2 separate regions of the Mus musculus genome follow, and region 2 is linked to region 1. Evidence: chromatin contacts called from public Hi-C data. All regions are on one chromosome and are shown on one strand. The core of a region is the stretch at or near the end of the contact, and the rest is flanking DNA. Distances in the headings are between cores, read along the strand shown. Region 1 overlaps Rere (arginine glutamic acid dipeptide (RE) repeats). Region 2 has its middle 27 kb from the start of Park7.

Region 1 (3,171 bases), core at 325-2,824:
GATTACAGCAAGCCTCCACAACAGCTACACGAGTTTCACATGGGCACTGGAGATCTGAACTCCAGTCCTCATGCAAACCCTCTGCCTGGGGAGTCCTCTCCACAGCCCTTCTTTATTCTAAGCATGCTTTCTGGCTTCCTAAATGAACATATTCAGTCACTTCACAGACTAAGCTATAAATATAGGTTTTGTTTAAAGCAGGTTACAAACAGCCCACATGTTTAGTATCAGTGTTATCTGAAGGCAAGAAGATAGCCAAAGAACAGGAAGGCTTGATCCGTGGTGACCGTCATCTCTAAAAGTCCCACCTATTCAGAATTCCTCTCAACAATGTTCTGCCATCATGGAGGGTAACAGAGACAAGAACTCTATGAGGTCCTATTTCTGTGACTCACCACAACTCAGACACAACATACCCATCACTAAGACCACCCATTCTAGACACTCTTCAACAGATAGCACCCTACCAACCCTGAGCCCTGAAGACTAGTCTGTTCCCGGCGCCAACAGAACAGAACATCCCCTCAGTCCTGTTTTTTGCCAGTCTCTCTCAGACACCACTTTCCTTTCTCTGGCTTACACGCACTGCTTCTGCAGTTCCTAATTTCTCTCTTCATTGGGCAAATTATTTACAGCGTATATACAAATTAATTCACTTTAATGACTTTAAAAAGTCAAGTAAGAGTTGCTCTACCACAGATATGAACCTTCTCAAGTGGATACACATGGACTTGTTGTTTATTGGTAGTGCTGTAATCCAATCCTCACCTACTTTTCCTAAAAATCATAGCATCATTCCCAAAGAATAGAATTCAATCATGTTCACTGTCTATCTAATCCCCGTATATTTAGTCATGATATAATTTTCCCCCTTTGAGACAGAATTAGCCTCAAGCCTCACACTCATAATCTTCATCCTGTCTTTCCAGTGCAGTTTTAACAGTGTGCCCCACAGTGGTTTCTAGTCTCAACTTGCCATGTCTGAGCAGTCCAGCAACTAGGTTTTTTTTGTTGTTTGTTTGGTTTTTGGTTTTTGTTTTTTCGAGACAGGGTTTCTCTGTATAGCCCTGGCTGTCCTGGAACTCACTTTGTAGACCAGGCTGGCCTCGAACTCAGAAATCCGCCTGTCTCTGCCTCCCGAGTACTGGGATTAAGGCGTGCACCACCACGCCCAGCCTTAGGTTTTGTTTTGTTTTGTTTTTTAAGATATATTTATTATTATATGTAAGTACACTGTAGCTGTCTTCAGAACAGAGTGTCAGATCTCATTACGGGTGGTTGTGAGCCACCATGTGGTTGCTGGGATTTGAACTCAGGACTTTGGAAAGAGCAGTCAGTGCTCTTAACCGCTGAGCCATCTCTCCAACCCACACCTAGGTATTTTACAAGCACTGGGGTACCTGGCCTCACAATCACACTTTGCATACATGGATTCATCTGATTTCCAAAATCTATGAGATATTATCATCCCCATCTTGTACTTGAGAAAACTGAGGCCTAGGGAAGGTCAGAGACTTCCTCATTTACCTAGAAGCTTCTACATGACATTGCAGAGCTATGCTTTAAAGCCACACTGTCTAACCCACAGCTAAGCTTCCCCTTACTGAGAAGTCTTCAGTGGGAAATAGTAACAGCTTCATTTCACATGATGTAGTAAGCCTCCGACCAGTGTGAGTCCTCACACTCTGAGTACTCACTCCCTGTCACCTACACCTCATCCAGTCTGTTTTTACAACTGCTTCCTATGTAAACCCCTTCAGCTGTGCCACTAAGGGAACATTTCAGTAACTTTCTGATTATCTGGTACTTTCTTTCCTCAAAGAAGAGTTCCTAGTGTAAGTTTTCAAGTACAATTAGCCCAAGTTTAGAGCAAGTAACTTTGGATCTTTCCTCTCTATATGTTATCAATATTTGAGCTTCCACTTAAATATTTTCTCCATTACTGTTAAGATAATAGCAAAGCCAAAAAGTTTATTCTGAGTGAAGCCAAAAATGTACTTCAACAATTTGAAGAAGTTCTAAATCAAGAAAAAGTTATCAATCTTTTATCTGCTAACATTTGTACTGCAACCTATTTAAAACAGTCTTATGTTGGGGATTGACTTATCTAAGGAATTCTTTGCCTTTCTAAGGAAATAAAAAGAAATAGTATATCAAAAGTCACCAAAGGCTTTTCTCATGTTTCATTTCATTAAAATTTCATAGTAGTGAACTAGGAGTATGGCTAAGTAGGAGAACACTTGACCAGCATGCCCGAGGCCTTGGATCTCCAACAAAACTTATGGCTTTAGACAGATCAGTCTGAAAACAGAACTGTATTTTTGAGACAGTCTCACATAGCCTAGGCTTGTCTCAATTCTGTGCCCTACTGCTGTAACCTCCCAAATGCTAGAATTGCAGGTGCATGTCAGCAATGCCAGCTTTAAATATTATACTTTTAGGAAGAGGTGCATAGTATGGGAGCTGGATAAAGATCTCAGTGGCTAAGAGCATGGATGCATGATCCTCAGCTCAAGCCCCTAGACTGTGAATTCTGCAATAGCTCAAAACCCTCAAGAGCATTCTTGCAGTGCTCCAAATTAGACAGCCAGGAATTTGGTTATCTGATACAAGCGAACAACGCCCTCAGAGAACACACAACAAGCCCTGCTGTCAGCCTAACCAAAAAACAAGATTCAGGGAAAGAACTGATTTTTCCCTAAAATGAACAAAAAGGTAAATTTCTGTGCCAGTCAACAAAACTTTACACAGAAGGGTGCTTACTGGTCGGCCATTTCTCTTAGCGCGGGTCGCTTGGGTGTAGCGGCAGCCGCTCCGGTCACAAGGGGCGGGCAGCGGCGGAGTCGGCGGCTAGCGGGGTGCAGCGCTCGCCGGTGGTCGTGATCAGTCTACCCCTCAACCCCAAGCCTTTTCTCAGTGGACTGACAGGGAAGCCAGTGATGGTGAAACTTAAGTGGGGCATGGAGTACAAGGGCTACCTGGTCTCCGTGGATGGCTACATGAACATGCAGCTTGCAAATACAGAAGAGTACATAGATGGGGCGCTGTCTGGACATCTGGGCGAAGTTCTAATAAGGTGTAATAATGTCCTCTACATCAGAGGCGTTGAAGAAGAAGAGGAAGATGGGGAAATGAGAGAATAGCATCTTGGATTTATATATATATATATAT
Region 2 (3,171 bases), core at 339-2,838, 570 kb before region 1:
TGATAATGGACAGAACCTCTGAACCTGTAAACCAGCCCCAATTAAATGTTGTCCTTATAAGAGTTGCCTTGGATCATCCTGAGTGAGGTAACCCAATCACAAAGGAATTCACATAATATGTACTCACGGATAAGTGGATATTAGCCCAGAAACTTAGGATACCCAAGATATAAGATACAATTTGTTAAACGCATGAAACTCAAGAAGAACGAAGACCAAAGTGTGGACACTTTGCCCCTTCTTAGAATTGGGAACAAAACACCCATGGAAGGAGTTACAGAGACAAAGTTTGGAGCTGTGATGAAAGGATGGACCATCTAGAGACTGCCATATCCGGGGATCCATCCCATAATCAGCTTCCAAACGCTGACACCATTGCATACACTAACAAGATTTTGCTGAAAGGACCCAGATATAGCTGTCTCTTCTGAGACTATGCCGGGGCCTAGCAAACACAGAAGTGGATGCTCACAGTCAGCTATTGGATGGATCACAGGGCCCCCAATGGAGGAGCTAGAGAAAGTACCCAAGGAGCTAAAGGGATCTGCAACCCTATAGGTGGAACAACATTATGAACTAACCAGTACCCCGGAGCTCTTGACTCTAGCCGCATATGTATCAAAAGATGACCTAGTCGCCATCAATGGAAAGAGAGGCCCATTGGACTTGCAAACTTTATATGCCCCAGAACAGGGGAACGCCAGGGCCAAAAAGTGGGAGTGGGTGGGTAGGGGAGTGGGGGGGAGGGTATGGGGGACTTTTGGGATAGCATTGGAAATGTAAATGAGAAAAATACCTAATAAAAAATATTAAAAAAAAAAAAAGAGTTGCCTTGGTCATGGTGTCTGTTAACAGCAATAAAACCCAAACTAAGACAGAAGTTGGTACTAGGGACTGGGGTATTGCTGTGATAGACCTGGCCATGTTTTTGTTTGAAAGAATGTGGATTTGGGAGACTCTGGATTTGGAAAGCCATGGAATGTTTTAAGTGGGGCTTAATTAGCTATCTATCCTAGTAGGAATATGGAAGACTTTGTTGCTGTGAGTGATTTGAACTGTGCAGACATGGCCCAAGAGGTTTCAGTGGAGAAGAACTTCAATGTGTGCCCTAGAGACTGTATCTGTGGTATTTTGGTGAAGAATGTGGCTGCTTTTGTCCTTGTCTGAAGAGTGCACCTGAGGCTAAGGTAAAGAGACTTGGATTAATTGCATTGACAAAGGAAGCCTCAGAAACTCTCAAAGTCTATGGACTTTGTTATCTGGTTAAGTTTCATGAAGAATATTTTAAACAAGCATAGCAAGCTGAGAAAGGAAAAATATAAAATATATGGCTCGAATACTAAAGGGGCACCAGGGAGTGAAATGGAGCTGAGTCCTGTGCTCAAGGAGATAACAAATAAGGGAGTGGGGCTTTGGGGGAAGATCTTAGCCAGCTAAACTTAGATCCAGGCAAGGTGCTACGCACCTTTAATCCCAGGAGACAGGCATGCAGATCTCTGAATTCGAGGTCAATCTATAGAGCAAGATCCACAACAGCCAAGCTTAGGCAGTGAAGAAGTTGGAAAAGAGGAAGCTAGTGATGTAATAGAACAAGGGGCCATGCTCCAGATCCTGCAAGCAGCAGAACTCGGCAGCTTCAGCCATGTGGCTCTGGCTTTAGAGTGAAAAATAGAAGGGACTAATAGGACCATTGATGCTGGTTAGCTGGAGCTAAGAAATTAGTGGTGATTAAGAAGAGACCAGCGCCCGGCATGGTGGTGCATGCCTTTAATCCCAGCACTCAGGAGGCAGAGGCAGGCAGATTTCTGAGCTCGAGGCTAGCCTGGTCTACAGAGTGAGCTCCAGGACAGCCAGGGCTACACAGAGAAACCCTGTCTCGGAAAAAAAAGAAGAAGGTGCCGGGTGTGGTGGTGCACTCCTGTAATCCCAGCACTGGGGAGGCAGAGGCAGGCGGATTTCTGAGTTCAAGGCCAGTCTGGTCTACAGAGTGAGTTCCAGGACAGCCAGGGCTACACAGAGAAACCCTGTCTTGAAAAACCAAAAAAAAAAAAAAAGAAGAAGAAGAAGGAGGAAGAGGAGGAGAAGAAGAAGGAGGAGGAGGAGAAGAAGAAGGAGAAGAAGAAGGAGAAGAAGGAGGAGGAGGAGAAAAGGAGAAGAAGAAGAAGAAGGAGGAGGAGGAGGAGGAAGAAGGAGGAAGGAGGAGGAAGGAGGAGGAAGAAGAAAGAAGAAGAAAGAAGAAGAAAGAAGAAGAAAGAAGAAGAAAAGAAGAAGAGACCAGCATGACTGAGGTGGAGTCTTCTGGGAAGTGTTTTCTGAGAGCACAAAGCTGTGTTCCAGAGATAGCCAAGGTTGTACCTTGTGCTGCCGCTGATCTTGATAATGTGTAAAAGTCACCCAGGTGGTACTGGTTTTGAAGGCACGAAGGGGTCATCAAGAGCAGCTGAGGCTTGGCACTGTGAGAGGCCATGGAAGGCCACTGGTGAAGGTGTAGCCTCACCTTGCAGTTGATGGCCCAGGACTGAAAGGGTCATGCAAAGGAGCTGAGGCTTGGCACCATGAGAGAGCCTCTGGTAAAGCCTAGTTGCAGCAGAAGACCCCAGTGTATGGAGATGCCAGTACCATGAGATGATCACCAAGAACAGCAGCAGCAGTGGAATAGATCAACTTGAGCTTCGAGTGCTACAGAGGGCAGAGCTGGAGGAGCCCAGAAGTTCACATGTGGATCCCAGACACTGAAACAAAAAGCTGTAACATTGAAGTTGCCTTGGAGACCCAGAAATGTTTGCGATGCCAGAGCGGTGGGCTATCTTCTGAGGTATGTTGCTAACAAGGAGTGGAACCAGCCCAAGAGAAAGTTTGTTGCAGTCGACAAAGATGAAAAAGGAAGTTGGAGATGTGAAGACTGCCTTGAAATCAAACATGGAGATGCAGAGTTTGGAGTTTGCCCAGGTGGTTTCCTGTCCTGCTTTGGGGATTGCAGTTAAGTGATTAAATGAATCTCAGAAGAGACCATGAACTTTGGACTTTTAACATTGTTGATAATACTATAAGACTATGGGGACCTTTGAAGTTGGACTGAATGTATTTTGCATTATGCTATGTTTAGATGTGACTCCCATAGACTCATGTTTGAACAAGCCTATGGGGGCCAGGGAGTGGAAAGTGATGGTT

What was found. Hi-C and Micro-C count contacts between places; a contact is called where the count stands out from the background.
Region 2: a contact with region 1 is called in a Hi-C map of bone marrow-derived macrophages, with 11 read pairs. The contact joins two enhancer-like sites. A contact is called at or near these places in 1 of 39 promoter capture datasets (cranial neural crest) and 1 of 484 Hi-C or Micro-C datasets (bone marrow-derived macrophages).

What each region holds. Positions count from the first base shown.
Region 1 is chr4:150,315,149-150,318,319 of GRCm38.p6, reverse strand. The region is part of intron 1 of Rere (arginine glutamic acid dipeptide (RE) repeats); the gene reads right to left. It also overlaps the pseudogene Gm13092. Among named protein-coding and RNA genes, the nearest start is that of Rere, 35 kb to the right of the region's middle. Within about 2 kb of position 1,574, at least 32 of the 459 cell types and tissues checked have an H3K27ac peak or open chromatin away from gene starts, as enhancers often do. A contact at or near this core is called in bone marrow-derived macrophages, where this site is marked.
Region 2 is chr4:150,881,233-150,884,403 of GRCm38.p6, reverse strand. No RefSeq gene overlaps it. Among named protein-coding and RNA genes, the nearest start is that of Park7, 27 kb to the left of the region's middle. Within about 2 kb of position 1,588, at least 6 of the 459 cell types and tissues checked have an H3K27ac peak or open chromatin away from gene starts, as enhancers often do. A contact at or near this core is called in bone marrow-derived macrophages, where this site is marked.